Regions from separate parts of the Pan troglodytes genome. Here region 1 is linked to region 2. Evidence: chromatin contacts called from public Hi-C data. All regions are on one chromosome and are shown on one strand. Each heading gives the region's core, a stretch centred on a gene start, on an enhancer-like site or on the middle of the called end of the contact. The rest is flanking DNA. Distances are from core to core; before and after follow the strand shown. Region 1 overlaps INPPL1 (inositol polyphosphate phosphatase like 1). Region 2 overlaps NUMA1 (nuclear mitotic apparatus protein 1).

The links. A called contact is a pair of places that touch in the nucleus more often than the background predicts.
Region 1: a contact with region 2 is called in a Hi-C map of induced pluripotent stem cells, with 1.9 times the contacts expected there. The contact joins two enhancer-like sites. A contact is called at or near these places in 2 of 7 Hi-C or Micro-C datasets (both in induced pluripotent stem cells) and 1 of 1 datasets of contacts at active chromatin or transcription factors (stem cell-derived excitatory neurons).

The regions. Positions count from the first base shown.
Region 1 is chr9:74,260,699-74,263,436 of NHGRI_mPanTro3-v2.0_pri, forward strand. It overlaps INPPL1 (inositol polyphosphate phosphatase like 1), which reads left to right. Exons shown (of 29, transcript XM_063784305.1): 3 at 1,165-1,228; 4 at 1,323-1,473; 5 at 1,702-1,822; 6 at 1,983-2,205; 7 at 2,440-2,533; 8 at 2,639-2,728. The coding sequence starts at 1,456. Among named protein-coding and RNA genes, the nearest start is that of INPPL1, 4.6 kb to the left of the region's middle. Within about 2 kb of position 1,408, at least 1 of the 24 cell types and tissues checked has an H3K27ac peak or open chromatin away from gene starts, as enhancers often do. A contact at or near this core is called in induced pluripotent stem cells, where this site is marked.
Region 2 is chr9:74,059,481-74,062,180 of NHGRI_mPanTro3-v2.0_pri, forward strand. It overlaps NUMA1 (nuclear mitotic apparatus protein 1), which reads right to left. Exons shown (of 27, transcript XM_063784268.1): 6 at 385-464. Among named protein-coding and RNA genes, the nearest start is that of IL18BP, 27 kb to the left of the region's middle. Within about 2 kb of position 1,416, at least 6 of the 24 cell types and tissues checked have an H3K27ac peak or open chromatin away from gene starts, as enhancers often do. A contact at or near this core is called in induced pluripotent stem cells, where this site is marked.

The DNA.
Region 1 (2,738 bases), core at 158-2,657, 200 kb after region 2:
ACATACTTGCTTACCTGTATACATTCCGGGTGTTCATGGATAACATGCAAGACACGCCCCTGCCCCAGCAGGCACAGGCAATCTGACCAGCAAGCTAGGATACTGGCCCTGGCTTCTGCCATGGTTTAAAATCCCAACTCCACCTTTTACTTACTCTGTGGCCTTAGGAAAATCACTTTTATTCTTTGAGCCTGTTTCCTCAGCTGGAGAATGGGGATAATAATATCTGTTTAGAAGTGTGAGAATTAAGTAAGATTTATAGGACACTGGGTACCCAGCGTGTCACAGATAGGATTCAGTTAATGGTATGCTATTGTAATAAACACAGATAGTGTTTATAATAGTCTACAAAGGAACACCTGGTGACAGACACTCACCCAGCATAAGCAGCCAGGAGAGCCCCTGAGGGGGCCACGATATGGGGGTCCTCACCTCCCGCCTGCCCAACACCTAGGGTGACTCCTGGGTGACTCCTTGGGGAAGCATGCCCTGAGGTGCGGAGGCAGAGGATCTTCCATCCCCCGCTGATTGTGCACCTGGCTCAGCTGCCACCTGCTCAACTGCGGCTCCTGTCTGTCAGCACCCCTCTTGCCCCTCCTTGGCTTGGGGCTCCTAGAGGCCCAGGTCTCCCATGGGGGCCCTCTTTGGTGGGAAGGCCTAGGGTGATGCCCCCACACTCCTCGGCAAAAGTGCCCTAGACATACCCGACTCCAGCAGAGCCAGAGAGCAGCATAAACACAGGAGGCATACACACGTGTTAGCATGTTGCCCGTGTGTGCAAACGGGCTAACCAGGCTTCTGAAGATTCTTACTCTGGCGGGGGGCCCAGACTGGTACCACAGCCCAGAGGGGCTGTTTAGACAGCTGTGGAGGCCACAAAAGAGCTCCCTGTTGCTTCTCAGGCCCTGCCCTGTGGTGGGTGTGGAGTCTGTGTAGGTCTGGTGGGGAGACGGGGGTGTTCTGGTCATTCCTGCCCAATAGGCAACACCAGGAGGGTGGAAGTGGACCGGCCACATCATTAACCCTGTGCAGCCTGGGCAGGTGGTTTTAGGGAAACCAAGCTGAGGGGGTTGGGGTGCTGAGCTTGCTGGCAGGAGGAAGGGGTGCTTTGGGTCTTAGACCCCAGCCTGGGGGTGACAGATTCTGGCCCTGCCTTGGCATCAGGTATCAGAAGCATGTGCACACGTATCGCATTCTGCCTGATGGAGAAGATTTCTTGGCTGTGCAGGTAGGAGCTTGGGCCCCTGACCCCTGACCTTGATCCAGCCTAGGGCTTGGGGACCTGCTGGCTGACCCTTCCTCCCACCCTTGCTGGCCCACAGACCTCGCAGGGTGTGCCTGTGCGCCGCTTCCAGACCCTGGGTGAGCTCATCGGCCTGTACGCCCAGCCCAACCAGGGCCTTGTGTGCGCCCTGCTTCTTCCTGTAGAGGGTGAGCGAGAGCCGGACCCACCGGATGACCGGGATGCCTCAGGTACTTCCCAGTGTGCAGGTCCCCTCCCTGCCCCTGTCCCTTGGCTCTACCTGCCTCTTCCCATCCCCCCTTTTCAACCCCACCTCTCCTGTAACCCCCTTTCCCTTGGCCATGATGCCGGGGCCCTTTATCCCTCTTTCCATGGGAGTCACTTTACAGCTGCATCGTGCCTCCTACTCCACTGAGTGTGGGAGGCCCAAACGGCTGCCCACTGACCCCTGCCCACAGATGGGGAGGATGAGAAGCCCCCGCTGCCCCCGCGCTCTGGCTCCACCAGCATTTCTGCCCCCACTGGGCCCAGCAGTCCCCTGCCAGCTCCTGAGACTCCCACAGCTCCAGCTGCTGAGAGGTGAGACCCCCATCCCATCCACTGAACAGGAGACCCTTTCTCCTCTGAGAACTATTTCCCTACCAAAGGTGGGGAGGCCTTCTAAGCCCCCACCAGGGACCCCCACCCCACCTCAGCCCAGAGGCAGATAACCTGATCCATCCCGCCCTGGTTGCCACAGGTACTATCTCCTCTAGGGATGGGGCAGAGGTGCTGGGACAGGTCAGCAGGACCTCCACTGACTTCTTAACCCCTCCCCAAAGTGCTCCCAATGGGCTGAGCACCGTCTCGCACGAGTACCTGAAAGGCAGCTATGGGCTGGACCTGGAAGCTGTGCGGGGTGGAGCCAGCCACCTGCCCCACCTCACCCGTACCCTCGCTACCTCATGCCGGAGGCTGCACAGGTATCTGGGACATCCAGCCCCATGTATTACACCCTTACCTCTGACCTGTCCTCACCTGCTTCCCGGCTGCACAGGTGCCCTGATATCTGATCCTGAACAGTGAACTAGCCATTGCCTCTTGACTTTCCTCACTGGTAGCCTTTATCCTTGTGGTGAGGTTGAGGCTACACCCAGCGCCCCCTTCCCTATACTTAGGTCGGGGTGGGAGTTCTTTTGATCTGATGTCTTCCCTAGTGAGGTGGACAAGGTCCTGTCAGGCCTGGAGATCCTGTCCAAGGTGTTTGACCAGCAGAGCTCGCCCATGGTGACCCGCCTTTTGCAGCAGCAGGTAGGATTGTAGGGAGACCTCTGGGAGGTGCGTTCGTGTTCTGGAGCTGGGTGGGAGGCTCTGCGTAGGTGACTCATGTACAAGCCTGGTTCTTCCTCCCTCCAGAACCTGCCACAGACAGGGGAGCAGGAACTAGAGAGCCTGGTGCTGAAGCTGTCAGTGCTAAAGGACTTCCTGTCAGGCATCCAGAAGAAGGTGGCATGAT
Region 2 (2,700 bases), core at 166-2,665:
TAATTCAAAGTTATCTGGGAAAAACAGTTTTTCTTGCAAGGGAAAGAGACTCATTCTCTCTCTTCTGTCTCCTTGAAGTTGGGGGAAACAGAAACTTAAGGTGCTCAAAGAGTTCAAAGTGACAGGTCCCAAAAAGTAACCTTCTGGCTCCACCTAGATCTCCAAGAAGGGCTCTGGGACTGAAGGGACACTCTTCTTACACCAACTGATGAAGGCATCACAAGACCCAGGGGATCTGAACCAGCTGTTTTCATCTTTGTGTTAAAGAGTGGGGAGCCTTGAAATTTTTCTCCTCCAGACACCCATGAACTAGTTCCTCTGGACTCTCCAATCCCACGAGCTGAGGAAGCAGCTTCTTCATAGCTGGATAAGAAAGGTGCTTACTCTGCAGAAAACTGCACACAAAGTCCAGTCTCTCTGACACCGGCTGCTTCAAGATTTGCTGTCCCTCTTCAGTGCCATGGCTAGAAAAAGAGCAAGTATTAGGAACAGAGTATTCAGCAATCTTTGCCTCCTTGCTGCTGCATTTCATACTACCTCCCCATTCCTTCCAGTCTTGATCTCTGCTGGATCTGGAAGAGATCCAGATCAGATCCTGGAGGCAGGTGACAGATACCAGGACACCATTTATCCAGATGGAACTGTGTGGTGGGTGGGAAGAGGGGACTTGAGGCATGGGGTTCTTCTGGAAAAGATGGCACTCTGCCATCCTATTTGCAAACATAAAAAAGCTCTGTGGAAAGGGGCCGAGAGGAGATGGAGGCAGCACAGATGAACGGGAAGCTATATTACACCATCTGGAATGGCTCAACTCTAAACTGTCAGGAAGCCTGGAGAACACACCTAGGTTAAGAGTGAGAGAAGACCATGGGGAGGGAAAAACATCCAAGAACTGAAAGAACAGGAGGAAACAAGGCTCTGAAGTGACAGGGTGAAGTTCCCCCACTAGGCTGAAGGCTGAGATGGCAAAAGCCTCCCAGAGGAGGATCCCAGGGACTAGAGTGTTGTTTGTTTGTTTGTTTGTTTGTTTGTTTGTTTGAGACAGAATCTCGCTCTGTTGCCCAGGCTGGAGTGCAGTGGCACGATCTCGGCTCACTATAACCTCTGACTCCTGGGTTCAAGCAATCCTCCTGCCTCAGCCTCCCAAGTAGCTGGGATTACAGGCATGGACCACCACGCCCGGCTAATTTTTGTATTTTTAGTAGAGATGGGGTTTCGCCATGTTGGCCAGGCTGGTCTCAAACTCCTGACCTCCACCCACCTCAGCCTCTCAAAGTGCTGGGATTACAGGCTGGAGCCACTGCGCCCAGCTAGGACTAGTATTCTTGATTAGTGGTTCTTGTCTGTACTTGCTTAACTGGAAGAGCGGGCAGTGTGAAGAGAGCCATGAGGACAGGGAGACAGCAGGGGGAGCTCTCACACAGCCCAGGAGGATGAGGCAGGAGAACTGCTTCAACCCAAGCGACAGAGATTACAGTGAGCTGAGATCATGCCACTGCACTCCAGCCTGGGCGACCCAGCGAGATTCTGTCTCCAAAAAAAAAAAGAATACTAGTCCCTGGGATCCTGCTCTGGGAGGCTTTTGCCATCTCAGCCTTCAACCTAGTGGGGGAACTTCGCTGGATCCCCTAGCTAACTGCAGTTCCATTTTCAGAAGCAGCAGGTGAAATACCACTTCAAGTTAGAAAGCTGAATTCTCTAGGCTACAGTGGGAGATCCTGATTAGTGGGCCCCTTGCTTCTCAGAATCTAAACTCCTAGTTCTTAGCGAACTTTCTGGAGGGCAGGGCAGGCCCAGAACCTTCCAATGCCAGAGACATCCTGCAAGCATAAGCATCATCCAAGCCAAGACTATGAGTGTACCTCCCCCCATACCCCATGTGATTACACAGGCTTCTTCCAAATGAATCCCCCCCAGAGGCACTCTGTCTGGATAGTTGGTCTGAGATCAGAGACTCCTACAAAGTCTTGAGGAGATGCTAATCTCTTACAGACTCCCAAATGAGCCATTTTCCCTACCCACCCACAATCTGGAATGTTGTGACTCCTTGGCTTAGTGTAGAGCAATATTTACCTCTGAGTATTCCATTAACTAAAATAAAAAGAGGTTCTCAGGTGAAATGTTTAAGAAATGCTGGGTTAAACTGAACATTTTTTATAGAAGAAGATACAACATGCATTATTTCCTAAACCTATTTGACCACAAAACCCTTTTCCCCCACCCCCCACAAAGCCTGGTTTAAGTAAAGCTGCATGGAGCATACTTTGGACAACAGTAGTCCTAGAGAAATCCAGCCCATCCTTTAAGACTGTGTTGAAGTCTCATCTCTGTCAGGAAGCCATCCACAACTCCTGCCAGTCATGCCTCGGCTGTCCTCCAGGTCTTCCTGCAGCACTCATGAATGCAACTGCACCATTTACAACTGCCCACTCCAACTGCACTAGCTGAAAGCCAGGAATAAAGTAGGTGCTCAATACATATGGGCTGACTGACAACTGAGGGATGCTTTTTACTGAGAAGAGCAGAAATAAAAGTCAGCAAGACAAAAATGTCAGAACTGTAAGTTTTCTGGCAAAATGCCTCCACTATACTCTGTTATTCAAGCTTCACAACTATCAAACAGACGGGACAGCCTTTTTTGCTTTAGACTATTCACGCACAGAAGAACCGAAAGGGAAACTTGTCAGAGGGGTTGATCCC